Linked DNA regions of Mus musculus: region 1 is linked to region 2. The links are chromatin contacts, called in public HiChIP or PLAC-seq maps. All regions are on one chromosome and are shown on one strand. The core of a region is the stretch at or near the end of the contact, and the rest is flanking DNA. Distances in the headings are between cores, read along the strand shown.

Region 1 (2,973 bases), core at 428-2,927, 76 kb before region 2:
AGAGATTCATCTCTATTTCCTAGTGGAAATCGCAAATGCTGTAGAACACAGTGAGGCTGCAGAACCAGCCTCTAAGGGTGGCAATTTTGCATCTGTTCTGCCTATTGGCTGGGCATCGATGACAACTTACTCTTAGGCTCTAAGAGCAGGAATGCCATGAAGATTAGATGAGGTGATAGGCAGCACATGCGTGCAAGAGCACCCGGCTCCCAAGTAGGGCCACAGTCATCAACATCATTGATCTCTGTGGCTATGAATATGACTAGTCATGAAAAGCCACTAATGACACTTAACTATCATTAGTAAGTATAAAAGAACAAAACCCTAAAACAAGAATTAAGTGTTAATAGCCAAGGAACGTAACTCAGTAGATTGCATGCCCAATATGCACATGATCATTGGTCTGATACATAGTAACACACATTCGCAGACACATACAGATACATACACATATACATCACACACACAGATACACACACAAACACACACAGATACACACACACACACACACACACACACACACCACACACACAAACACACAGAAACACACACTCACATACACTGCACATAGTCACACATACACACCACACAGCATGCAAGTGCATACACACGCATACACACGCACACACGCGCACACACACTACAATTTACTCTACCCTAGACTCTTAAGGACAGATTCTTATTCTTGCTCACCAAAGAAGCAAGTCTGTGATTGGCATGGTGGCACATGCACTACCAGAGCACTGAATTAGCCTTTAAAGTCTGCTGTATAAGAAATTTAATGGGTGTGTTGGCAACATAGGGCAGAGCTGCCTTCCAAGACATTTCACATTATTCATTAAAAGGTTAAAAAAAAATCGGCAAAAATTGTACCGGGGGTAAAGAGCATCCAGAGCCACATCTGCTGAAGTACTGGAGGGTGGCTTCCGACCATCCTCCCACAGGGCAGAAGTGCAGGACAGTCCTCAGAGGAGGGAGAATCAAGCAGCCAGCACTGAATGCTGTGTGTGGCATCCTGCTGGTGCGCTCCTGTGAGCATGCTGTGTGGGCATGTCAGTGCTGAGATGTGGAGCACTATCTCTATGTCATAGGAGAGGAAATGGAGGTGTAGAAATGTGTAGTCATTTGGCCCTACCCAGCCACCCTGCCACCCAGCCACTCAGCTTCATATGTACACTGGAGAGAAATAAAAATGTATGCACCTGAGGCTTTGATTAGTGGCACTTTCATAATGATACAAAAGTTTCAATTGTGTCAGGAGAGCATTGTGTCACACAGCCAGTGTGTCTCCCTACAACTTTCTGATGCTGACAAACACATGGATTAATTATTGCTATTAAACTGCACTGTCACCATCTTCCACCCTACCTGGGTCTTCTCCACTATGAAGCAGAACACTAACATCTCAGTGTACATCTTTCCCATTACTGACTAGCAGAAGAGACTAGCCAGGAGAAAGGGAAGCAGAGTGGGAGCATCAAAGCATCAAAAGTACTAAGGATTGCTGGCTGTGGTGATGCATGTACTTGGTAGACAGAGATGGTAAGATGAGGACCCTGTCCTTGCTACCAAGCAAGTTCACAGGCAGCTGAGAATGCACACCTCAGTACCTATCTCAGTACCAAAAATGAACAATGCTGAACCACAAACGATGGTCATGAAAGACTCCAAGGAGGCGCTGAAACAACCAGAGGAAACCGAAACACCCACCGTTCCCTTGTTCTCGGGACAAAGGTGGGGGTGGAGAGTGAAAGGGATAAACTGGGACAATGAGCGAGCCTGTGAGCCTAGAACAGTCAGCTCCCTGCAGCTCCTGCAGGAACCATGAGCCCAAGCTCTAGAGCAGGACACAGCACAGAAAGCCGGAGAATCCAGTTTCATTTTCAGCACTGGTCTCTGGTGGAAAGAAAGGGGTGGCTGTCATGACTAACACCTGTTGTTCTCCTCAGCGGGGTAAGAGGTGGCGATGATACCAACGCCAGATGCACAGGACTTAAGCAATAAGCCACGATCCCTTGCAGTGGTTTAGCATGCACAACTGTGTGAGGATGGCTCAGGCACATGGACCGCTCTGCTCACACAAAGCCAAGCTGTCTTTGGGGACTGAGGCAAACAATTGCGTTCAGACACATGGGAAGTGAGACACCAGGGCTGGCGGGCAGCAGACCTCCTCGGGTCTTCCTAAGTATCTCCAGCACAACCACCTGCTGTAGAGACAAGCATGTTGCTCTGCTTACACTAGGGAACATGAAACAGGGTCATGGAAAGGCGGGGTACACCCTTCGGTCCTTTGTCCCCTCTCAATATGTAATATACACGTTGTAAGCACCCAAGTATGCTGAAGAAGGCACAGACCCTGAGTCACCTCACTTGAGGTGACAGATGCTCTCCCTCACATTCAGCCATGTTAACACCAGCGAGTGCTTCCTCATCCCTACACCAGGAGCATCCAGGACTGTTACTCCCTCCCCCTGCTCACTTCCCACCAGCCTTCAGTGTGCTGCTACTAGCAAGACTACAGCTAATCCTTGGCCCCTCTACTGCCAGCCACAAAAATACTGACAAATCTCAATTTCCCACATAACAGATTTTCTTGGAGCAGGTCATTCATGTCTACCAACATTAAGCCTAGCAGGCTTTGGCCAATCCCACAATATTCTACCATCCTCCAACATACCACCAACGCTCGCTCAATTCTCTGGTTCTTGTTCTCTAATCCACTATAGATTAATTACGTTAATATCACAATTTTACTTAAAAGGAATCACAGAATTTTTAATACATGTACTATTCAACTTAAATTGATGAGGTCATAGAAAGAAAAAATAATCCTTGAGTCAAGAAAAACAGTCAGAGGAAGGACCGGGAAGGGCGCTTTCCTGCGCCCAGGCTACCATCCACATCTCACACAGGGAAGAGAACAACACGAGACAACTCAGCACGTGAGATACAGCTGACACCTACACCAAACAA
Region 2 (2,864 bases), core at 319-2,818:
ACAGAAACCACACTAACAGCCACAGGACAGGAGAAACTAAAAGGGGCACAAGAGCTTTCTAAAAATGATTTTAAAAAATTCTTAATTTGTGAATCGTTTCACGAATACTTGGACTTTGTCAAAACTCATCCAATTGTATATAACTTAAAATCTGGGCATTATAATAATCATACCTTAAAATTTTATGAGACTACACATCTACATCTAATAGAGAAAAGGAATCGAAACTGTAGCCTGCACACTTTTACTAACCCATAAGTTATTTTAAAACACATATTTAACATATTCAAGCTAGGTGCCTAATGGTTGTTTCACAGGTTTTTACTTGACATAAGAAAAATACAGAGCAACTGGGCATATTGAAATAATTATGACTTCTATTCAAATAAAAAAGCAAGTCTCTAAGCTAGGTCACAGTGTGTATAGAAGCAACATCTTTTTTCCTTGAATTCTGTCTCTAGGTATTTATCTTAAAGAAAAAAAATGAACCAACTAAGCAAACATTTGCACAGCTGGGCGTTTAATTCTGCGTGTTGGAAATGCAGAAATCCAACTGTCCAACATCAGCAGACTCACTGCAGGGAGACGGAGTCAAAACCTGACAGAGCCACTAAGCACACTGGTTCCCACGACAGACGTCATAAGGAGCCCTGTCCATGCACCTGACCCGGGACTTAGGGAAACAAGCTTCCAAGAACTAAATCATGCTGTTTTAATACGAAAGTGTGGAGGTGCATACAGACAACGAATTACTTATCTACAATCTCTTATCAAACCCGTAGCCTGTAAAAACCTTTTTCATGGCCCTAGAAAAAAATGCAATTCATTTCTGATTATTTACAACTGCTGTCTGCTAAGAGTCAACAACAACAACAAAAACCCAAACACTGTAGCAATTTACCTTTAATAGCAGAAATCATTGCAATCTGTTTTTCATTAGATTTAGGTCCTTCCAGGTAAAATCTACACAATTGAAAAAAAACCCACAGGAAAACAAAACAAAACAAAAAAACTTAAGTTCCACTCAGCTGAGGCTAATTCTGCTAGCTTTTAAATTCACAGAATATTTCCCATGCAAGAGAAAAACAGCAAGACATTCAGCACGTCAGCTGATGCAGGGCTGAAGCAGCTGAGGGGGTGCTGAGGCCAACAAGCCCACCCTAAAGGAGGCTGCAGGAAGGCAAGGGCCTTCACCTGGGCAAGTGTTTCCTTCCAAGCGGTTTAATCCAACCCCAACTGAGAAGACTCAAGGACACAGGTGCTTTTTTTTCCTCTATGTTTTTATTTAAAAGAGGGAGGGAGAGAGAGCCCGCTCCTGTCCCAAACTCAGCTAAAGAGAAACTACTCCAGAGCTTCCTCCAACTAGTTCTTTATACTTGAAAATAAGCCATCAACAAACAAGCACTGTGTTCAGCATGCACGCTGCACACATGCACGCAAGTCAAGTTTGTTCCACCTTACTCCACCTCTCTTCAAGAACAGAACCACCACACAAGCACACACGCACAGAGGTGGGGGTGGGGCGCGGCGGCAAGTGAGCTGGGGCTAAGAAAGAGTTGGCAACGCACTCCAGGGCTCCAGGATCATTGCAGGGTCAAAGGACGGCCTTGCCTTTGATCCAGAAGGCGGAGGTGCGCTGGAGCTCAAAGGTGCCTCAGGCCCCTGTAGACCCCGTCCCCTCTTCTGCCCCCTCTTCCATCCCCTCTTCTGTGCCCTGGTTCCCAGCACGTTCACCTTACACCACAAACACTGCTGCTTATTCAGACTCAAAAACAAACACGTTTTTTAGAATGATTTAGCAAACCAGCACCCTTCTACCCCCCACCAAGAAATTTAGGCTTTTCATTGTAGTAACATAGATTTACATTTTGATTTGTGAAACAATGAAAAGTTCTTTTGTTACAGCAGCTTTTTTGTTTTTTTGGTTTTTCGAGACAGGGTTTCTAGAGACAGGGTTTCTCGGTATAGCCCTGGCTGTCCTGGAACTCACTCTGTAGACCAGGCTGGCCTCAAACTCAGAAATCTGCCTGCCTCTGCCTCCCAAGTGCTGGGCTTAAAGGCGTGTGCCACCGGCTACAACAGCCTTTTTTAATGGCAAATTTGTTAGTAAACTTTAGGCGCACTCAATAGAAGGTTTTCAGATAAAAACAGGAAAGAGCAGGTGTCATTCTATTGCTTGGTTTCTTTATGTTCTTCCTGGCCAACAGAATCTCTCAGAGCTTCCTCTAGGTCCAACTGCTTCCTCCTTAGCAGATCACAGACCAGTGCTCTTCAGAGCGAATGTTCTTTATGGCTGTGGGAACTAAACAATAGTGCCTCTGGTAACCTCGATTTCCAGGAGTCAGGGATGTGTCCAGAGCAGCCTTTATTTACTCTCATTAAGTAAATGATCAGTTCATGGATGACTCTGTTATCCATGAACTGATTTAGATTCTTACACTCATTTGTATTTCCAGTCTATGCTACCTCTTTAGGACAGTGATTCTACAACATTGTTATCCATTTTACAAAGTGGTGAACCTTCTAATTTTCATAAAATTAACTCTGTCAAGCTTCATGGAGTGTGCCCTAACTCTCATGCAACTTAAGATTAATAAATGTATGGTCAAACAAGAAAGGCCAATGCCTTTCCTTAGCTGAGCAGACTCCTGCTCTCTCCAGCCCTGTCTCCTGACTGACAAGTGCTTCCAGTGGGCCAGTCTGTACAGCTGCTAAATAGCATGAACGACTCCAAAGCAAAAGTGGGGTGACCTCCTTGTTACCTTTAAAGAGCCCTCCACCAACATTCTAGTCTCTCCGCTACCACCCCAGTGTGCAAGGTCCACCTTCTGCTGAAGGTCAGCCAATTTACCTCTACTGGGCAT

Evidence for each region. HiChIP or PLAC-seq counts read pairs in DNA pulled down with a chosen protein or histone mark.
Region 1: an H3K4me3 HiChIP or PLAC-seq map of the SCID.adh cell line shows a contact between it and region 2, with 10 read pairs. The contact joins two enhancer-like sites. A contact is called at or near these places in 1 of 39 promoter capture datasets (pre-B cells), 7 of 484 Hi-C or Micro-C datasets (B cells, double positive thymocytes, epidermal suprabasal cells and 4 more), 3 of 115 datasets of contacts at active chromatin or transcription factors (the SCID.adh cell line, embryonic stem cells and fetal liver) and 1 of 9 other capture datasets (embryonic stem cells).

Annotation. Positions count from the first base shown.
Region 1 is chr17:5,164,420-5,167,392 of GRCm38.p6, reverse strand. All of the region lies in intron 4 of Arid1b (AT rich interactive domain 1B (SWI-like)), which reads right to left. Among named protein-coding and RNA genes, the nearest start is that of Gm34854, 58 kb to the left of the region's middle. Within about 2 kb of position 1,677, at least 47 of the 459 cell types and tissues checked have an H3K27ac peak or open chromatin away from gene starts, as enhancers often do. A contact at or near this core is called in the SCID.adh cell line and double positive thymocytes, where this site is marked.
Region 2 is chr17:5,088,380-5,091,243 of GRCm38.p6, reverse strand. All of the region lies in intron 2 of Arid1b (AT rich interactive domain 1B (SWI-like)), which reads right to left. Among named protein-coding and RNA genes, the nearest start is that of Arid1b, 95 kb to the right of the region's middle. Within about 2 kb of position 1,568, at least 66 of the 459 cell types and tissues checked have an H3K27ac peak or open chromatin away from gene starts, as enhancers often do. A contact at or near this core is called in the SCID.adh cell line and double positive thymocytes, where this site is marked.